Regions from separate parts of the Mus musculus genome. Here region 2 is linked to region 1. The links are chromatin contacts, called in public Micro-C maps. All regions are on one chromosome and are shown on one strand. Each heading gives the region's core, a stretch centred on a gene start, on an enhancer-like site or on the middle of the called end of the contact. The rest is flanking DNA. Distances are from core to core; before and after follow the strand shown. Region 1 overlaps Gm20125 (predicted gene, 20125). Region 2 has its middle 110 kb from the start of Gm20125.

Region 1 (4,601 bases), core at 729-3,228:
AATTGAAATTGAACAATATAATTCAATGAAATTACTGGTCTTTTTATTTATTCATCTAACCCCTAGCTGCTCAGTCACTGTAAACAGCTTCATTGAAAACAATTCACTTTTCTGTTCTTTCTGGATTGATCTTCTCAAATACATGATTGCTCTTAATTCAGATGAAATATTTCATTTCTTTAAGTACATGGAAAGGAATTAGAGCCAGCTGAATGCAATAAGGAACAAGGAAGGAAGACGCTCAGTAAGAGGAAATCAAACCTGTTTACAAGTCTGGGATCTAAACACTTGTGAGGTTTGTGGTTTTGGAAACTATATTCATATGTTAGAGGAGAAAATGATGAATGCTAGATAAACATGAGTTTTAAATGGCCTGGGTTGGATTCTTATTTCTCATTGCACCCTAAGTACCTCTTTCAAATTCCTCTGAATTTCAAAGAGTTTCAACTCAGGGCTTAAAAAAAAAAAGAAAAAGAAAAAGAAAAAAAATGTCATTTAAACACTGGGTCATTTCAACATTGGAGGGAGAAACAGATGAGGCAGAAAGATGGAAAATGTTTTCAACCATCAAGATGTGTCTGTTTTACTCAGAAGACAGGTATAGTGTGGAATATTCATAGTATTCATAAAAACAATTAGTGTGTACAGTCACTGGAGGCACATCAAATTATCATCCCATACAATGGTAAATTTTCCGTTCCTAAATCCCTAAATCAGTTTCTGTTTCCAGTTCCCCTTTCAGTAGGTGACACTGGGAATATGCTAAACACAGCCCTTGGGCAAATTAGAAACAGAAGCTGGGGAAAACATTAGGAGCCTTTTCTGGGTCTTATTTCATTTTAAACTGTTGTGTCTATTTAGAAGGTAAAGAACATTAATGTAAGTGTGTTTTAGAAACAGAAACCCATCAACTGAGAAAGTGCCATCCTGGAGTTCTGTTCCGATGGCCTTATATATTTATTTAGTTGCTAATGTTTTAAAGGAATGGACACAGCCAGGTGGAGACTCCTGAAGGTGGCAGTCATTTTGAATCACCAAAAACCCAAATGATGGTTCTTGGCTGTAGGAGCTTTTGAATGTGTTGGCTTTGAAAGTTTCATGACTGGAAAAAAAAGGAAGGCTGAAGGGAATTGGCATTTTAATTCCATGTGGCTGAGCTTTTTAGTTACGTTCAGACACTTCTATTTTTATTTCTTGAAGCTGGGCCCATGGCCAAGTAGGAAGCTGCGGAATTATTGCTCTTGCCCTCACATTTAGTACAATCTCCTATAATACTAAGGTTAGGTCAGCTTTTTCCCTGTCCTTGCATTAAACCTACAAATAGATCAGATTTCGTGATAAGCACCAGTGGAAAAAGGACGAAGGACGGAAACTGAAACACGGACCCTGTTCAAGTTGAATTAGAATCAGATCCATTGCGTCTCATGTTTGCCTAGTGCTGGCCTGAGAACCTGCTTGGTTTCACCTCTGCACTCTAGTTGTTCTTCCTTTCTTCCTTCCTTCCTTCCTTCCTTCCTTCCTTCCTTCCTTCCTTCCTTCTTTCCTTCCCCTCTCTCTCTTTCTCTCTCTCTCTTTCTTTCTTTCTTTCTTTCTTTCTTTCTTTCTTTCTTTCAAATTCTTTTTCTTTTTCCTGTTGTGTGCTGATACACTTAAATGATAGCTCTTCTTGTTTTATGCAATGGAAAAACTATTACGGAATAGTTAACCTTGAAAGCCACTGACTGTATCTAAAAACAGAAGAAAAAAAAATCTCTCCCTTACTGTGCCTCTCATTGGTTGTTTGGAAACAGCTGCTTGATGCCAAGTTTGTACTTCGCTCTTATCAGCCCATTTGGTGAGATCAGAATGTGCCTGAATAACTCTGAAGGTTAAAATATGTTGTTGGAGATTTCTGTTACTGCTATTCCAGAAAGCCACCTAATAGCATCCTCACAGTCAGCAGGGACCAGGCTCTGTCTTTCTCATGATTGTGACACATAGTGGAAATTTACTGGCTTCTATATATCACAATCTCTGCATGGTGTGTGTCACACTCAGGATAAGCCCAGCAGGACAGCCTGCAAATGGCCTGGCAGGGTTGGTCGACCAACATATGGAACAGTCCCTCTGAAAACAAAAACATGCTGCATGCGCTCATGATCTGAGTTTTACATTTTGAGTTTTTTTTTTTTCTTCTCTAGCATAGATGGTTTAATTGTGGCACCTATAAACTTAATTTTTAGAAAACTCGATAATTATAATTTTTATAATTTCCTAATTCTTTTTTTTTCAGCATTCTAGAAGTTGTGCTTCACTGCTATTAAATACTATTTGGGTTGTACGGGTTTTTTGAAGTTGTTATTTATAGTACAACCCCTAAACCCTTATAATATATATTTTCATTTCATATATACCTAATCATTCAGACCTTCTTCCAGAATTGAAATATACTGCATTATCATAGCTACTCAACAACTAGAAAATATGCATGGCCCAACAAAAGCATTTGAATATTTCAAATTGCTGCTCTGTAATCTGAATGTCATACTGTGGCCTTAGTCTAGAAATGTCTATTAGAAAAAAAAGATGCCAAGGATTAATCTTGCCTTTTGTGGTGTGCTTACATTTATCTCCAAACAGTGTATAGTGTTTTGTCAGTTATTTATCAAGCTATTTATATGTTTATCTGGTGCCTGTCACTGGGGTACTCAAAGCCTTTGACAAGTGTGCTGTTAGCAGAAAATACTGCCCAGGAGAGAAAGGATATTCTTTTTTCACTTGACTCCTTCAGAGCAGAAGCCATAGTAATTCCTATATGATTTATTGAACAACCATTAGAAGGAAACAGGCAGAAATAGATCAGCCAATCACTCAAGGCATGGACACTGGATATCTATTCTTGTTGAAATTTCTGTCCAAGGAAGCATGAGAGTTGAAAAACAAATATAACCATCTTCCAAAAGGCAAGATAACAAACAGTTTTTGTTTTTTACTTTTTATAAAATGCCTTGTAGATGATTTTTGTTCTGTAGTATGTTATGTCCCTCTTTCAACTGCAGAACTTCCCTTGATCTTAGATGAGTGTCATTTGGGCAAAACCCCAATGAGTTATGTAGAAAGTGATAATTAAAGAACCATACATTAGCAGATGCAGATAATTTAATATATAGCAATTCTGAAGACTTATTATCACACCTGATGTTTGCAAATCAGTCACTTCCATGAGTGGTCCATCTGAGATTCTCATTTCTTTTTTCTTTTCTTTTTTTTTTATACTTTATTTTCTTTGCCTAAATGATAAGAGAAAGTTGTTAAATTAGCGATTTATGATCAGGATACTCAATAATGACAAGTCAGCCAAAGACAACCTCAATTTGTATTATGATATGATATTCTTCCACTATATTTTAATCCTTATAATGTTTCTACCTGAAAGGACCATCTTAACATTTTTTTCAATGTACAAAGAATGCTATTTCTTCTTTTCTCATAGCACTTGTTGAAGAAGCTAAAAGTCAACTGTCACCTCTCCATTAGGGCCACCATGAAATGAGAACACATAGGAATCTTGAAACAGTTGCTTGACTCCATATGGGAAGAATGTCTCTCTAGGAGACACTTAGTTAGGTAAAGAATTACCCTACTATCCTATCTCTTCCTGAGTTCAGATTTCTCATTACAGATTCTTTTTTTCCTATTCTTTTCCACATCTTCCACTGGTCATATGTTTTGAGGGATTTTTCACATCTATAAACCATGCTTCAATTCAAGGATCATTGAGATATTTAGATAACTTTTCTAGTAGATCCTTCCTTTATAGTGTTAGGATGAGTTCTTTCTGAAGCTTAACAAATTCTGAGGCAGGCTTATTATACCATCACCAGGTAAGGCAGTTAATAAAAATAACCCAGAGGAGAGAGTTCAAATCTGTATATGTGTGTTCATTTTGGTCCCATACAGAAAAGTACAGTGTATTTGAGAAATGATTGTGAAGATAAAACCATGTCTTCCTGTGCAAACTCCCACACACCTAGAAATAATTATCTTTAATTTTGCAGGGAATATCCAAAAATAGGTTCTTTTATATTCAATTTTTTCCCTTGAGCACAACATGGAAGTGAAAATTTAAGAATGTAATTATTTGCCATGCTAAGAATTCCTGAGTCTATATAACACTGCCACTCTGTGCTTTTCAGTAAGCAAATTAAAAGTTCAGATTATAGTGCCCTCTTTGGCAAAACCAAGGAGTGAGACCTGGTAACTCTTAGGATACTCCAGGTTCCAGGGTTTCATGTTCTATGATATTATCTTAGGAACTTAGCTACATGTTTGCATAGAAACATTTCATAAAATGAGTTCATATCATTGGCTTTGTTAATACCTGCATAGCTAGAGAAGAGTTAAAGACAGAGGGTAGATGGGAGGCAGAGAAGAGAGTCCCATAGTCCAAACATGCTTTTTAGACAAATTTAAGATGTACTTTCTGTGTAGAATTTGAGCAAAAGTAAAATCACTGTAAATTTTAGTGTCTATTTTATGGATGGTTATTAGGGATTTTAGTTATTTAATTTCCACAAAAATTCTAAAATAACTATTAGTAGCCAACTGAAACAGAATGCTAG
Region 2 (4,779 bases), core at 1,086-3,585, 210 kb before region 1:
TAATTGCTTTGTGTAGTCATGATGGAGATGCAAATATCATGCTTATAACTGATGGGATAGAAGGGAAGACAACAGAGGAGCCATCTGCTAAGCAAAGTAGAACACACCTGTTGGTCACACCTCTTTCCACAGGTTTGTGATTTATTTGGATTGTGCCCCATGCTAATTCTCTCAATCAGGAAAACATTATAGCTATTATCAAATCAACCACAATTCTTTTCCTTCCTTTTCTCTTCCAACCACCAACTCACACCTCCCATAGCCTGTGACAGACACTCACTGTTCATAGTGGTGAATGAGGTCTCTCAGGGTGTTAGTTACTGTCATGTTTTGATTGTTTGTTGGAAGTACCCAGACTTTGTTTCATCTTTGGTGCCCAGACATTGAAATGAAATGGTATGTCAGGAAATCCAGGTTGCCTTTATAACAAAGAGCATGTTGCCTCTTTAGGGAACAAAGAAACAGTCTGAATAGCTATTCAGTTGTTTTGTAGTACTTCCAGCCTTGGGGAAAGCAAAAATCTGGCCTGACATTGAGAGTGGCCATCTCTTTTGTGGCCAGTACTGGAATGGTTAATTGCTTTGCGGTTCTCTTAAGAAGACAACAATGAGCAAGCCCCTGCTACTGGATCACAGCCTAAAGCAAAGCTGACAGATCGCACTCTGCAGCTGAAACAGATGGTTGCTTACGGGGCTGACAAAGCGAATGTAAACTGTAGGGTTTTCACCCTCTGCTGCAGCCCCAAAGAGGTGAAAAGAACACCTTCTTTTTGGAAGGACACACACACACATACACATACACACACACACACACACACACACACACACACACACACACACACACACACACACACTGCACCACCACAGCAGCTGAACACTAACATGCTGTCCCTCTCCAGCAACTATTGCAAAATCTTCAGCCATGTGAGATTATGTTCATGAAAAACTGAGATGTGAAAAATGTGGTCTTATGCCTTTCCAGAAACATGAAGCATAATGGGCTTAAAAATATTGGAAAGACAGGGCAGAAGAAAAACACTTCTACCTCTAATCTGCTTCTGACTTATTTTCAAAGCATTCGTTTTTAGGACCTAGGAAGGCAGAGAATATATTCGTAGGTAGGAAGGTGTTGTATGATTTCCCAAGGCAATCTTCCTCAGAAGAATTATAAAACCAGATACCTGTCCTTTGGCTCAGAAGTGGTTAAACATGTACTATGAGAACTAGCAGTATGCCTTTTCAGGATGCTGACAGAGAGGGGCAGAAAAATGCCCAGGGATATTCTCATTGACAGCAAGAAGCAGGAATGAGAAAACAAACACACAAAAATTGCAACAACAACAACAACAACAACCACCACAACAAGAGCAACAAAACAGAAGGAGAAGCCAAATCACGTTAAGACAATCAATGACTGAAGTCAATCTTCTCTTGTGGAACCATCTTATTTTAAAGATAGGGTCTCACTAATGTCACCATACGTAGCCCTGGTTGGCCTACAACCTACATTGTAGATATGGCTGACCTCAAACTCACAGGGACCTTCTATCCTCTGGCACAGAGTGGTGAAATTAAAGGAGTGTAGCATATCAATAGGTGGGATTTTCCTTTGAATGGATATTCACCTTTCCCAATGAATCCTCAATGCAGCTCCAGCATCGTCTTCAACTCTAAAGATATTTAAGCACTCAATTAGCTCCTACAGTCCCAGAGCTTGCTCAGGATCACAGATGCTTGACTATCAGAGACTATTGGAAGATCGAACTGTGTGCTACCTGCTCTCATGCCTAAGAAGACTGAGTCTTATCCTGGAATGGAAACTGTAAAAATGTTGCAGGCTCAAACCTGGGCTTGCTAAGATTTTCTTTTATTTTCTTTTTTGGAATGGTGATGGCTGAGGGGAGACGACCCCTTTGGTAAAGGGCTGGCCATGTGAGTATCTGAACTGGAGTTCTCAGTCCCCATGTGCAGAGCTGAATGTGCTGCCTGGATCTGCTGCCTCAGTACTGGGGAGCCAGAAACAGGAAGATCTGGGACTTGCTGGCCAGTCAGTGTAGGCCAATTGGTGAACTCTGGATTTAGTGAGAGACCCTGACCCCCATGGCCCACTAAAAGCCATGACCTAGCACAGCTGCAGAAGACATCCAACACACACTAATACTCACACATGAGTTTGCACACAGGCACGAAGGAAATGATGTCTAACAGTTTCAGTGCTCCTTAACCAAGAAAATGAAACTGTATTTTGTAAAAGTTTTGTGAAATGAGCTAAGTGTTCTGTGTGGAGTCCACTTTCCTCACTAGTTTCCTATTCTATTTTTACAGGTTTTTTTTTTCTTCCCCTTTCCACTGAACTGACAAGTTCCTCTTTTCTAGTCCACTGTATAATCCAATTCTTACTTTTCTTACTTTGGCAATCCTTTTGGTGCCTGTCCCACCTCTCCCCCTTTCTCTCTTTCTCATTTGGTCATCATCTGCTCTTTTACCTGGGGGCTTCCGTTAACTCACTGGGTACAGCCTCTGCCTGCTGAGTGTGTTAATGACCCCTTTAGCTTGCAGGTCCTGGATGCAGCCACTTGCACAGTCTGGTCTGCTTTTCTTTCAATGCATGTCTTTGAGTCTCACATGAGGCCACCTGCATGCCAAATGACGTCACCATGCTCCAGGCCCATTGGGGTGTTTCCTAGAAGAGTGAATTGCTGCTCTTTCTCTCCCAGGTGTCTCGTTCCTACCTCTTCTGTGCAGGCCTGCGGTTGTTTGTTCCGACACAACTCTTAGAATTGGGGAAAGGGCTTCATTTCCCCTGAGCTCATTGTCTCTTGGTAGATACTTTTGGCTTTTCCTTCCATTAACCAAACCAGTTCTTCATTTCATATCTTCCTTTCACATTTTCTCCTGCCACAGATAACATATGTATCACCCCTCCCCACAATACCCTATTTCCCTTATTTGCCTTTCTGTCTTCCATAGGATTGTGTTAGCGTGGCATCGTGGTTGGTGGACCAATGGCACACTTTCTGTTGCTGTTGAGAACAGGTGAAAGCAGGCAAAGGAGATATTATGCTGTATGATTCTCTGTCTCCTGTCTTCAAGGGCCTGGCTCTGCTCTCTTTACCATTGTCTCTGTGTGTAAATCCCTTTTTAGTTCATTCAGTCCTCTTGTCCTCCAGCTTTTCCTACAAGCTCTTTTTGTCACTGGCACTGAAATGTTCACTGCTGAGACATGTTGCCTCCTGTGTGGCTGTGTGGCATATTCTCTTTGTCTTTTTCATGTTCACACCAGCGAAATCAAGCTCTCTGTGTTTGAAATGTAAACAGTGCTTCGTGATGTTCTGAGTCATCAGCTCTCATGCCCCTCGTTACACATAAACTGTGATTCCTCAATTTAGACTCTTTAACTTAAATGCTGTCGATTAACTGATGTCTATTTCTGGCAACAGAGATGGTTGTCATCCAGTTGAATGCTTTGCCCTGAAGGAACTGACCTGCAGAGTCTTATTCTCCTAGCATGTACCAATTCAGTGACTCTACTGGGGGTCTCAAAAAGCGGGTGTGCCAAGGGATGCAGTTGAAGTCCATCCATTGCCAGGCTTCAGGGTAAACTTAGAAAGCCTGATAAAAGCTATGAGCGAGGATACCCTATGCTGTCTTCAGTTACTGAGAAAAAATAATCTTTACAAATATTTACTTGAGGTTTCAAGAGGTAATCTCTTGCAAAGCCAAGCTCCACTTTTGAGAAAAAGCTATTCACTGAGAAGGGGACTTGGAACATGTATCTCCCCATATCCTACAATGTGTTGACTTCCATCAATGCAAATCCTAGGCCTACTTTATGAATGTAAAACTGAAAGCTGAATGAGTCTATACTTCTTTCTGGCAGGACTTGGCTCTATAGTGTTGTGACTTACAGACAATAAACTGCAACTTGTTTCAGTGAGAATATATCCATGGAATCATGTACTAACTACAGCGTAGCCCATAGTTCAGCCCAGATGTTCTAGATACCGTACCTGTCTCCAGAGGGTAGACTTGAAACTTGGATTTCTTGTTTTGTGGGGTGGCTGGTGGAGAGGCTATGTTCTGGTTGTCCATGGTTGGCTGTACCTGCAGAATCAAGAATCATTGTTTGGGCTCTGCTTTGGAACCATGCTGGAGAGTCAGTCACTCTGTTGTTTGCTGTGCTACACCGACTGCTTTGAAGGGTTCATGTCTTTCCTTGTAACTGAAGGTCGGTTGGGAACTGATAATGAATATTGTTTTCTTTACACGATAAATCTTGTGGTTTATCTTTTTCCAACTTAACAGCATTGAAAATAAAATGAGACACTATCTTTATTTGTGAAAATTATGGAAACAATACAATATTCTCCCTCCCCTCTGTGAAGTGAAGTAGTTGTTGTCTGTAGTGTAGGTGAGTCTCATCCAATCAGTTCAAAGCCCTAAGAGAGGAGACTGGCTTTGCTGAGAATGAGCCACATGTCACAATACAATGTCTCTGGCCTTAACTGGAATATCAGCATTTTGCGGGACCTCCATCCTCCTGGACCATCTTATAGATGATGGATTTGAGACTCATTGGTCCCATGGATCCTATTTCTTAAAAACAAACCTCTTTTCTCTCTCTCTCTTTATATATATATATGTATGTATATATATATATATATATATATATATATATATATATATATATGATAATGATTCCAGCTTTCACTAGTTAAGATTTCTTCAGTGGACATCATAATAATATCCACAGCATGGGATATGACATAAAGTGAATGGA

The links. A called contact is a pair of places that touch in the nucleus more often than the background predicts.
Region 2: a Micro-C map of macrophages shows a contact between it and region 1, with 4 times the contacts expected there. The contact joins two enhancer-like sites. A contact is called at or near these places in 1 of 15 datasets of contacts at CTCF or cohesin (pro-B cells), 2 of 484 Hi-C or Micro-C datasets (the HPC-5 cell line and macrophages) and 2 of 115 datasets of contacts at active chromatin or transcription factors (large pre-B cells and neural progenitor cells).

The regions. Positions count from the first base shown.
Region 1 is chr10:16,991,313-16,995,913 of GRCm38.p6, reverse strand. The region is part of intron 1 of Gm20125 (predicted gene, 20125); the gene reads left to right. Among named protein-coding and RNA genes, the nearest start is that of Gm20125, 100 kb to the left of the region's middle. Within about 2 kb of position 1,978, at least 36 of the 459 cell types and tissues checked have an H3K27ac peak or open chromatin away from gene starts, as enhancers often do. A contact at or near this core is called in macrophages, where this site is marked.
Region 2 is chr10:17,198,822-17,203,600 of GRCm38.p6, reverse strand. No RefSeq gene overlaps it. Among named protein-coding and RNA genes, the nearest start is that of Gm20125, 110 kb to the right of the region's middle. Within about 2 kb of position 2,335, at least 110 of the 459 cell types and tissues checked have an H3K27ac peak or open chromatin away from gene starts, as enhancers often do. A contact at or near this core is called in macrophages, where this site is marked.